2 separate regions of the Rattus norvegicus genome follow, and region 1 is linked to region 2. A link is a contact called in public Hi-C data. All regions are on one chromosome and are shown on one strand. Each heading gives the region's core, a stretch centred on a gene start, on an enhancer-like site or on the middle of the called end of the contact. The rest is flanking DNA. Distances are from core to core; before and after follow the strand shown. Region 1 has its middle 19 kb from the start of Apcs. Region 2 has its middle 19 kb from the start of Dusp23.

Region 1 (6,247 bases), core at 938-3,437, 270 kb after region 2:
TTGAACAAGTGTCTTTGTGGGATGATGGAGCATCTTTTGGGTATGTACCCAGGAGTAGTATAGTTGGGTCTTGAAGTAGAATGATTCCCACTCTTTTGAGAAACCACTAAATTGATTTCCAAAGTGGTTATATAATTTTGCACTCCCACTAGCAAAGGAGGAGTGTTTCCTTTGCCCAACATCTTTGCCTGCATGTGCTGTCATATGAGTTTTTGATCTCTGCTTTGATAAGGGTAAGATGGAACCCCAGAGTTGTTTTGATTTGCATTTCCTTTATGACTAAAGGCTTAGAACATTTACTTAAGTGTTTCCCAGCCATTTGAGATTACCTGTTGAACATTCTCTGTTTAGTTCTGTACCTATTTTTAAATTGAGGTAATTGGGTTGTTGGTGTCTATCTTTGTGAGTTCTTTGTATACTCTGAATATTAGTCCTCTGTCAGATGTAGGGTTGGTGATGATTCTTTCCCAATCTGTAGGCTGCTGTTTTGTCCTATTGACAGTGTCCTTTGCCTTACAAAAGCTTTTCTGTTTCATGAGGTCCTATTTATCAAGTGTTGATTTTAGAGCCTGAATCACTGGTGTTCTATTCAGGAAACTATCTCCTGTACCAATGTGTTCAAGGCTATTCCCCACTTTCTGTTCTATTAGATCTTGCGTATCCATCCAGTTTTATGTTGAGGTCCATGATCTACTTGGACTTGAATTTTCTGCAGGGTGATAAATCTATTTACATTCTTCTACATGTAGATATACAGTTAGACCAGCACCATTTGTGGAAGATGCTTTACTCTTTTTTCATTTCTATGGTTTTGGCTTCTTTATAAAAAATCAAGTGTCTAAAATTGTGTCGGTCTATTTCTGGGTCTTTGAATCTATTCCATTGATCAACATGTCTGTTTCTGTACCAATACCACGCAGTTTTTATCACTATTGCTCTGCAATACACATTGCTAGAGTTAGTTTAAGGCCAAGCAGAACATTTTAGTGAGATGTTGGGATAGCAGATTAAGTGAGTCAGATTGGAGAGGAGTTTGAGCCAGAACAGTTGAGTTTGACCAGTTAGTCAGAGTTTAGAAAGAACTAGAAATGGTGAGCTTATTCAGCAGTAAGCCTCTACATGTCAATTACAATAGGTGATTGTCAAGTCTTCATATTTTTGCTTGTTTGTTTATGTTTTGCTTAGTGACTTATCTGGAATAAAGTTAGAAATGCTACTAATCCAGTGATAGGAATCCTCTACTAACTTGTGTTCAGATATTTTTTCTGACACAGAATTTTTCTAGTGTAACCCTGGCTGTATTGGATTAGCTTTGTAGACCAGGCTGGCTTTGAACCCACAGAGCTCCACCTTCATCTGCCCACCAAGTACTAGGATTAAAGACAAGTGCCACCACCACCTAGCTTCTTGCTCAGATTTTTAAAATTGCTTTTCTTCAGACCCCTCTTCTTAGGGAATACACTCTGATTAGCATAACTCATGTTTTAAAATCAATAGTTAATTATTGACTGCATGAACTTTGAGCATATATCCAGCTCATACTTATGTGTATAGAGCAGGAGATGAGGGTGAGAAGTTCGGAGTTTGCTCTCCATTAACTGGCCTAAGGACGATTTCTGCGGTATACGAGTTGAGTGGAAACATGCGTGGCTCTTGCTCTGCTTGAATATGTCTTGTGAAGAACTGAGCTGATGGAGAAGGAATCTCCCACCTTCCCACCTGTCACTGTCACCTGCATGTGGAGTGTGGTGGGAAGGGGTGGGCACAGACCCATCTAAAATGTCAGTTCTCTGTTTCTCACAAATTTCTCCTTATTAAAGCTTTTTAGACATTTGATGAATAAATGATTGCAGGCACTCTGGCAATCTTCAGAAGCTTGGAATAATTGCCATTAATAATTTTTCACAGTTGCAGAAATGTTTGTTCCAGAGATTTTTTTTTTCTGAACTGCTTGCCTCACAAGCACTCCCTGAGCTTTTGCGTTTTGACTTGTGACTTTGCTAATGCCTCTGAGGCGGAGTAGCTTGCGTTGATAAAAGCATGTTCACTATTTAAGTGCCAGGTGCTAGGTCTAGCCTTAGATATACAGAGATAAGTTCTCTTCAGGACTTCTTGGAGAGACAGCAATCCAATTATTCTCTGTTTCCGGCCAGCCTTCTGTGGACTGTAATCAGAGAATGTTGCAATTGCAGTTCACAAAGGCTCCTGACCATCACTATGGAGATGAGGAGTGGTTGGGGGTTGGCTTTGTACAGGAGGCAACATTTGACCTGGATTTGAAAATATGAATAAAACTTGTCTTTTGACAGAGGAGGGATAGGCACTGCAGATCTCTGAAGAGAATCAGAAACTGTTTAAGAATGCGCAATATAACGGAGCACTTTACGCTACACGGAGCACATTGGACTTTCAACTTGTTAGTTTGGGGACGTTTTGAAGCAGTAGAAGCGTGTAGAGAAATGCAGGACAAGACATTAAATGACTAACGAGAGCCGTGTAAGTCATGTCACTAAGACACTGTGTTACCACTTTGAAGTTTCTTCCTCCCTCAGTTACTTCCTTGCTCAAGAACTTACTTCTAAATTATGACACAATGCTTCTACCTTTGCGTTCTTCCAGTCCCTTTTTTAAAAATCAAAATTTGTAGACAAAAGGAAAAGTGGTTGATGTAATAGTTGGTCAGGATAACCAAAGGGCCAGTGGTAAAGACATGTCTGAGACAGTGTCAATCAAATCGAGTTGTCTGCCAATAGAATTAAATGGGAGATTTCGGACCAGAAGGAACATTTTTAAGGGCCAACCGCCAAGCCAGCATTTTTCAGGAGCAGCAGAAAGAGATCAGATGGTGTGGTGGAAGGACAGGAAGAAAAAGACAAAGGATTTTTAAAAGTGATACTACTTTGTGGATACCACAGTCTCTATAAATTTGTCTCACACACTCCAACTGGCCTTCTAGTTGGATGGACCTTTGAATTTAGATGGTTTCTAAAGATGTAGTTGGTCTCAGAATTCTGCGAACTTTAAGATTTGCTTAACAGACCTGCCAGGTTTGCCTGCTGTGATCAACACCATGAACAAACGGAATTTGGATAGGAAAAGGTTTGTTTGGCTTATATTTCCATTTTACAGTTCATTATTGAGGGAAGTCAAGGCAGGAACACAAGCAGGAACCTGGAGGCAGGAACTGAAGCAGAAGCCATGGAAGAAGGCAGCTTGCTGATTTGTCTCTGGATTGCTTCAGCTACCTTTCTTTTTTTTTTCTTTTTCTTTTTTCAAGCTACCTTTTTTATATAGCCCAGGGCTACCTGCTTACAGATAGTAACACCCATCAGTGGCTGGGCCCTTGTATGTCAATCAACAATTAAGAAAATGCCTCACAGACATAAACATTGGGCAATCTAGTGGAGAAAGTTCGTACTTGAGCGTCTGTCTTTCCAGGTAATTATAAATTTATTTTAAGTGGACAAAACCTAACTTGTATATATACTTACCGTTTATCTCCTTGTGCATAATTATAGCCTACAACGGCCTATAAGTCTGTTTTAGGCATCTTTACTTTGTAAGAAGCTAAAAACAAGGCAAAAATTAAAAATTCAAGACAAACAATACAAGCATTAACTAATAGAATAGTTAAAGTAATAATGTATAAAAAAATCTCATGACAAGATCATGAGAAATTATTTTTGGCTCTTCTAAAAGACAATCATATGTTCCTGGTTGGCAAGAGGCTCTCCTCCAAGTTGTATTTCAAAGATTTTGTATCATATGGCTCTGCTATTTCCAGAGCCTCACAGTCTTGTGATGAATGCTCTGCCTGCAGGTGGAGACGAGAAAAGGGCAATGATGAAACCCTCCTCTGTTCCTTACCATGGTGGTCTGGAAGTGTCATGTGACATTTCTCTGCCCACTGCTTACTAGGGAAGAGGATGGCAAATGTAATTCTGGGAGGGAAAGCTACTTCTTAACAAATTGGTGTAGAAGTAGCCAGCCGCTTCTGACATAAAAGCTCGAGTTCTCTATTTTACTAAATAAGGTAGGTTGTGATGGTTTTATTCTTAAAATCAATGTATAAGAAACTTCTGTTCACTCCATCTTGTACCCTGTGGGATGAACATTACAGCTCAGTTTCATTCATTGCAACTTTCACTGTTATTGCTCATTGCTTTAGAAGATGCTAAAACAAGCACCTTGTTATGGGAAGTTCTGCTGGCAATGCTGAGTTATCTTGGTCAGGAGGAGGGGACTTTTTTTTTTCTTAGAGAAGAAAAGGGAAGAGAAGGAAAGGGAAGGGAAGGGAAGAGAAGGGAAGTAAGCAGAGAGAGAGAGAGAGAGAGAGAGAGAGAGAGAGAGAGAGAGAGAGAGACAGAAAGAGAGAGACCAAGTAGTAGAATTGCAAACCCAATTCAGATAGACTGACCTTCTAGAAATTAAAAATTCAAATTAAATATGGGGTAGGGTGAGATGGGAGTTTTTACAAAAAGAAGTAGACAGTCGAGGATGGGAGTTTAAATGGAACATTTTACATAAACAGAAGGACTTGTGAGCAGTTAACTTAGAAGTCAACTGGCTGTTTGAGTGTGGCCAGAGTGCCACTCTCACTCTGGACATTCTTATGTACGTGGGCATACAGTAGAGGGAAAAACAGTAAGAAATGTTGCTTCATATTTACAGCTCAAGGATCTACTCTACTTCATGCTTCGGGACAATGGCTTTCATGGTTTCAGTGAATAAATACCACAAATGCTTAAAATGGGAAATCTAACTGGATGACAGAGTTGCAGTTCTTGGAAGGGAAGAGTGGTTCCTGGAGTCTCTTATGAGAAACATAGAAGGTAGATTGAAGGGGGAAGAGTTATTTAAATTTCAAGAGAGGGCTATCTAGTAGTAAATGCAATATTTCATTGTCTCTGCATATAAGTCATTTTATTATACATTTCCAGTCTGTGAACTGGATGGTAGATATGAAGCACACAGAGTCTCACCCTAGATTGCTGCCATCCAGTTCTGTGGCTGCCATTTTCAGATGACTCATCGCCATGTTTATTTACACTTTCAGTGTCTAAGTGCTTATTAGCTCTCCTGTGATACCCGTATTGTGTATCTCATTGAATGTTTGTGATACTAAATAGACAATTATTTTCTGTAGATCTGCTGGTTTTAACCAAGACCTTGCTCCTGCTAGGTGGGTTCATTACTCATGAGTTACATACCCAGCTCTGCTCTGGAGTTTGCTCAAGACAGGTTTGCAAACAGAATGCAGAATACTTATCTGCATCATGGCAATATATAAAATGTTAGCTATCATCACCATTATTACATTGTTGATTTGCTTTCACTTTACTTTTCTATTTGCCAGTCCTAATTAAAGCAACAAAAACAACAACTTAAAAAGAGCATGAAAAAATTAGAAATGCATCAAAAGAACTCTTTTTATAACCTAAGAGTTTTTAACCTGTGAATAAATGTTAGATTTTAGTGAATGCTACTAGAAATCTATTAGATGTTCCAAAAAATGATTATAAATCCTGGAACCTGAATATCCTGAGATGCATTCATGCATCAAGGTATGATTTCTGGAATCATTTTGTTCAATAGAAAAGAAAACTAAAGAGAATGGGATACTCGAACCTCAGGATGCACAATTAGTGTCATTTGTTCAGGATAGAAATAACGTCAGCGGCACGGACACTTATGAAGGTTTAGATCTGTGTGACTAAAGCCGTGCCTGGAAAGTAAATATGTGTTCATTTGTGCAGGCTCTGGGAAGCTGAGGAAATTAGTTCTTGTTAGCTTTTTTCTTGACAAGCCTGGGCAGAGGCTGAGGCCCCGCAGAGCTTGCTTTCCACCTCACTACCTGTGGCAAAACAGTGGCTTGTGTATCAGCCAGAGTCCTGCTTCAGGAAGCAGAAACCATGTTAGTTGTTGTAAACAGAAAGACATTTAAAAGATGTAATTAAGTGTTTGCAAAACCGCAGAGGCCCCCAGGAGCAGACTATAGGCTGTGACTTTAAGAATAACTCACAGAACAAGATTGTCGAATTGGCCCACCAGGGCGCTCTGTTCTCTGTAAATGTTAGAGAGGAGAGGGATCTGGACCACACCTGGGACCTGTAGCGTGCCTTGTAAAGAGATGTAGGGATGCTGGAAGCAGAAGGCAGATTTCCGCAATGACCATAGCTGCCGAAGCCTAGGATACAGCTTCCTCATACCCAGAGGCTGCTCAGTCACAGAGCTGGCCACTGAACAC
Region 2 (5,645 bases), core at 2,013-4,512:
TTATCCGTCTGGTCTTTGAAAAAACCGAACAGCGTTCTGACTCTGCTTCTTCCAGTTCTTTTGAAATTTGTATCTTAATGATTTGAAACAACTTGGACATGATCTAGCCGCATGCACCCCTATTATAAGAAGTATAAAAATAACCATTCTCTATGCTGGTGATATAATGTTATTGTCACTAACCAGAAATGGACCTTTTATCTTACTGGAAAATAGAATGGCTCGAATTCAGAATTCCTAAATTTAAAAACCATCATTTTTGGCAGATAGCATTTATGATTTAATTGACTAATATCTAGTAATTATATCTGGTAAGCTAATTGTTTCAACTATGTCACAGTACATTTTGCAACCCTTTTTTTCCTTTAATGTCTTTACTACAAAAGGATTTTACTTAAAAGTAGATTTTTTTGGGGGGGCTTATTATTAACACATGACTATTTTGGGTTCTGAAGAATTAGTAAATCTATTTCACATTTTTATTTAGTCACAAACCACACAGCATACACTCCTGTTCAATAAATGCTGGTGGAGTGAAGGAGTGAAAGAAAGAACCACACACCTTTGACTTTCTCTTTCTATACTCTTTAAAGGAAACAGCTTTTCGGAGGCTGGCTGAAAGCACACCTTAGTCGGGAAACCTCCACAGGGAAGCGGGCTGGCCAGCTGTTTGGGGCTTGTCTAGGAGACTCCCTTCTTCTTAAGGGAGGTGAACCTACCGCTTGCTTGGTTGATTCTTAAGAAGTGTGGGCTCTCCCTCACCAACAATATGGAGTATTCTTGTCCAGTTTTTAGTTAGATGTCTCTCCTGCCTCGTACCTACTGAAGCTCAGTGAGGGGTGGGGAAGCAGTTCTGATGGACAGCTGAAGGATGATGTTGTTGGTTCATCACTGTTAATCTGCATTGCCCTGGAGAGCCTGGCAACGGAGAGAGATGTTTCCTACTTGTGGTCCCCAACATGACAGAACCAAGCGTGTGTATCCATGAAATCGGCTGTTGAAACAGAATGGGTTTCAGAAATTTTTTTATTAAGACATTTTAAAATTAATCTAAATTTAAGTTACAGTTAATTAATTGTAACTAGTTAACTTTAATTAACCTAAAGTCAAATTACAATTAATGAAATCCAATTTAAATACCCAATTATGCCAGTAGATACCATATTTGACAGCATCACTCTAGACATTTTATGTTTTGTGCCTAGATTACGTTAGGATATCCCTTAATTTGGTTTTCAAAAGAGTCACATGTTGTTTTGAATTCTAAAGTCTTGGGTTTTACTTTTATTGACACAGGGTGTCACTGTGTAACCCAGGCTGGTTTTCAGCCTTCATTGTCTGAGGGTCATAGGCACAGGCTACCATTGCTGTCAAGAATAGTATTTTATTGACATGCCAGTGCTTACTTTCTCATTTTTGGTAGCTTTAAAACATGTCCTCACACTCTTAGACATTCCTCCACAGAGTGTCTGAAGAACAATTAGACTTCCCTTGAATAGAAGCTGGTCTTGGTTGTTTTGTTTCTAGCAAGTAGCATGTGACAGAGGTGATGGAATGGCTTGGGAGGTTAACTCAGAAAGGTCGATGAAGCTTCCCTGACACCCACCCTCTCAAGCTAAGCACCCTTATGAGGATTCTGGCTCTTCTGAGGCTATCACGGCGACACAGTTATTTGGAGAGGTTACTCAGCGGTATTGGGGGTGGGAGGTCTCCCTGTTGTAGCCTCTGGCTGTTTGAGCTTTTTCAAGTCAAGCTTCAAGTTATATTAGGCATAGACATTGTCCAATTGAGGCTTCCCAACAGACCCCGAGAGCGAACTGCTTAGCCGAGTCCAGTGAGGTGACCTAACATACTTGGTATTATTATATGCCACCATTTTGAGGCTATTGTGAAGTGACAGCCAGATCCCGTGTGAAAGAACTGTTCAGGACACGGATCTATGAAGCCCAGGAACGTTCATCTCTGTTTGGTGTGTGGTTTTTATTTTCTGAGAAAAGGTCTTGCTGTGTAGTCTTGGCTGTCCTAGTACTCTCTATACAGTCCCAACTGGCCTTGAACTGGAAACAATTCTACTTCAGTCTCCTGAGTGCTGGTTTTCTTGGCCTGAGCTACCACCCTAGGTTCCTTGGATAGCTTTGAGGGTCAAGTGCATCACATCAACTTACGTTGGATATCAGGAAGTGCTGATCACCTCACGCTGTTTTAGAAAACGAATTAAAAGTTTCATTTTTGTGATGGCCTTGCCATCTTTCCTAGGTTAGTCTGGGAGTCCTGCTCTGGTGCCCTTCCCTAGCCTCCTTAATGCTGATGTTACAGATGTGAGCTACCACACACAGTGTCCTTTTGTGTTAATACCTTTTCTGTGTAGCTGTTTGCAAGCTCAGAGCTGAATTAACCAGTCAGTTTTGTAAGAAAATAAGATGAAAAAAAATCACCTATGTGGTTCCTCTGTCTTATCTTATTCTTCCTTTGGCATTCTTTAAAAACAGAAGCCTCACCTCAGTGGGTAAGTGTTAAGCCACTTCGGAGGATGAGGACCTGTCGTGTGTGTGTGTGTGTGTGTGTGTGTGTGTGTGTGTGTGTGTGCCTTTATTAAGCCAGTATGTGGTGTGAGGTCATCTAGTGGGGCTGACTATGGAGCTGGGAGGCTCACCAGTGGCCTTTTCCATAAGAGGAGAGCTTCAAAGCAACTTTCCAGGTGAACAGAGGTAAGGAGCAGCAAGATCTCAGGCCTGGTGAAGTTCATGCCCATGCCTTCAGCTCACTGCGGTCCTCCAGTAGGGGGCAGCCCTGAGCCTAGTCATTTGGGGATGGGATGGAAGTGGAAAGGCTGACAAGGTTCAGCTGAGGGCTGGACCTTTCAGATTATTAGTGGTGTCATAGAAGGAGTGTTTAAGCATTGGGCAATGCATATCCTAAAGCGGGTACATATTAAGCTTTGTGATTTTCTTCCCTGACAATAGAGATGGTTTACTGCTGGGAGAATCCTGTAGGCTTTGGGTGATACGTCAGTGGTACGTGGCTCACATAGAGTACAATAAAGTGAGCTTACACCGTGCAGACACTCGGAAAGAAGGCGAGGTGAGGGGAGGAGTTCTGAGTAGCAGTGAATTCAATCCTGGGAATTTTCGGCACCATGGCATTTGGTGGGGAAGATATTTTGGGCAGTGGGGATTGCGGTGTGTCTCCAGTTACACCATTTGAGTAGTTGCTTACTCTTCTGTTTGTGGGTCCAGGCTTGTCTGTCTGGGGGCATGTGATCTGCAGGTGTGGATAGGAAGGTCAGAGGGGGGAGGGGATTGAGCAAGAGGCTGACGTGGGTGGGAGGGAGAGAGGGACGAAAGCTTTCACAGGGCTGACTGCTCAGGAAACTTAACACCTGGAAGTCCATCCTAAAGTAACTGTTCAAAACCTTTCATTAATAAATAGCTTTTCACCTTTGGTACGCAGGAGAAAATTCTGGAAGGGGGTTCGTAACACTGCACCAGCACTGTAGCCAGGCATGTCAGGACACATCTGAGGAACTCACAGGCACGCTCAGCTTCTTTTAGCCTTTTCCTACAGCTTCCTTACAACCACAGAAAGCTGCTGTACTGAGGAAAAGCCCCACAACGCTTTGGGGTAGAGGTATGCCGCAGCCGGCCCACGGTTCTTTCCAGCAACTGATGGATTTGTTACCATTAGTATAAGGTAGCTCTCCAGAAATTCTGCAATTGCCTCTCGAAATAGGGAAACCTCAGGTCATGTGGGTAGGGTATTGCTAATGGGGGTGAAAACTTTTCCGGACCATTAAAACCAGTTCCTGTCACTTGCCTCTAAGTAAAAGTTTAAACAAACCTCTGTTCTGTGTTAGGAAAACCAGAATCAATACCCGATTATAGCAAAGTTCAATGTCATTCTACCTGATTCCACGGAACTCACAAAATCCACAAGGGGCGGGAGCTGAGATTGATGACTCTCAAGTGTTCAACTCAGAATCCAACTTCTTGGGCTGTTATCCATAGGCTTCCAATGACATTAATCACCAATAATCATGGTTGCTGTATTAACATTGCACAGCGCCGTACAGCTCTTAAATCATTTTCCATATACATATCATTTAATCTTTATTAAAAACCCCACAAAGTGATTATTACTCTTGTACTTTTCCAGAGGAGAAAACCGAGGCTTAGGATAACGTAAGCACATTATCCCAGATCTCAGGGGGAGTGGGTGTCAGTGGTGCGCTTGTATCAGGTCTTACTGATCTCAGTCCATTTCTGCCATTGGGGCAGAGTCCAGAGATCAGAGTCAGGATTGGGGGTGAGAGGCAGAGCATGGACTACTACACGAGGCAACATCTGGTCATCTCGGAAGGGGCTGTCCTCAGAGAAGGACAATCTTTCTCTAGCAGCAAGGTAATCAGACAGCCACCAGAGACCTTTATATCTGGAATTAGGTTCGACACCTTCGACTTTCAGATGAGGGGGCAAAGATACAGAAGTTTGCTGTCTTTCAGATTCACGAAGCTGCCCGGAGATTAGGCTGGGATTGTTGCCCAATTTTCTGCCCTTAAAATGGAATTTCGGCCACTCTACCTGGGCGCTTTTCTAGCTGTGCAGTCTGTTCTTTCGACGAGGAAGCAATGTGTTTACAGTGGAGGATGATGGGGCACGCCTTAGATAGGCGAGCTAATAATAACATTTGCTCTGATTCATCAAACACCTGTGAAACACTGCATCAGATACTCTGCGGGCATGCTCTGCAATTTTCACTGGAACTTGCAAAATCTGTATTATTATTGCGTAAAGAGATGGGGACCAGGGATGAAGAGGGACTAGCCAAGTGACACTGAGTTCGAGATTTTTTCCATTGTACAGGGTAACCTCTGCAATAATTTCTCCCTTGCCCTAGAAAAACTGAAATATCTGAGTTCTTTTTTTTTACACAGTCAAGTATCTGTTTTAGAAATCATTAAAATTCAAATCGTCTGTGTTTATTCCTAGAACTATATCTGATTAAAAAGGGAGATAAGGGAGATGATTCAGTTATTGCCTTTAAACAGAGACCTTAGAAGTCTTGATTAATAAGTATATATTTTAATTGTGAAGAAAAACCAACAGTTTTTTCTTTTAAAAAAGAACTACAAATTAAAGCCATATGTTTAAATAATTAAAAAAAAAAAACAATTAGTTTTTTCAACCTCTGTTCTTCTGGAGTGCCAGGGCTGACAGAACTGTGGCTGCTCTTTCGAATTAAACAGTCCTTCCATTCCAATAACATTTGTAGGAGAGGCAGAGTGTTCACCATTTTTATATTGCAGTTGCTCTAATATATTTGTGTATAGCTAAGAAACACACACACACACACACACACACACACACACACACACACACTTACATACACCCAGATAGTCACACACACAGATGTATACATACAAAAACACACACATACATACAGAAACACACACAGACAGACACACATGTACACACACACACAAATACACACAGATATGCACACACACAAATACACACAGACATGCACACACAGACATGCACATACACATACAGAAACACACACAAAAACAACAAAGTTGGTCGGTTCCCACCCCTCCCCCTCCACAGATTCTTAGACTCTTTTCCTGGCAGCTGTGCCCTGCCCTGAGA

What was found. Hi-C and Micro-C count contacts between places; a contact is called where the count stands out from the background.
Region 1: a contact with region 2 is called in a Hi-C map of liver, with 2.5 times the contacts expected there. The contact joins two enhancer-like sites. A contact is called at or near these places in 2 of 12 Hi-C or Micro-C datasets (both in liver).

What each region holds. Positions count from the first base shown.
Region 1 is chr13:87,922,309-87,928,555 of GRCr8, forward strand. No RefSeq gene overlaps it. Among named protein-coding and RNA genes, the nearest start is that of Apcs, 19 kb to the left of the region's middle. Within about 2 kb of position 2,188, at least 1 of the 93 cell types and tissues checked has an H3K27ac peak or open chromatin away from gene starts, as enhancers often do. A contact at or near this core is called in liver, where this site is marked.
Region 2 is chr13:87,648,274-87,653,918 of GRCr8, forward strand. No RefSeq gene overlaps it. Among named protein-coding and RNA genes, the nearest start is that of Dusp23, 19 kb to the left of the region's middle. Within about 2 kb of position 3,263, at least 4 of the 93 cell types and tissues checked have an H3K27ac peak or open chromatin away from gene starts, as enhancers often do. A contact at or near this core is called in liver, where this site is marked.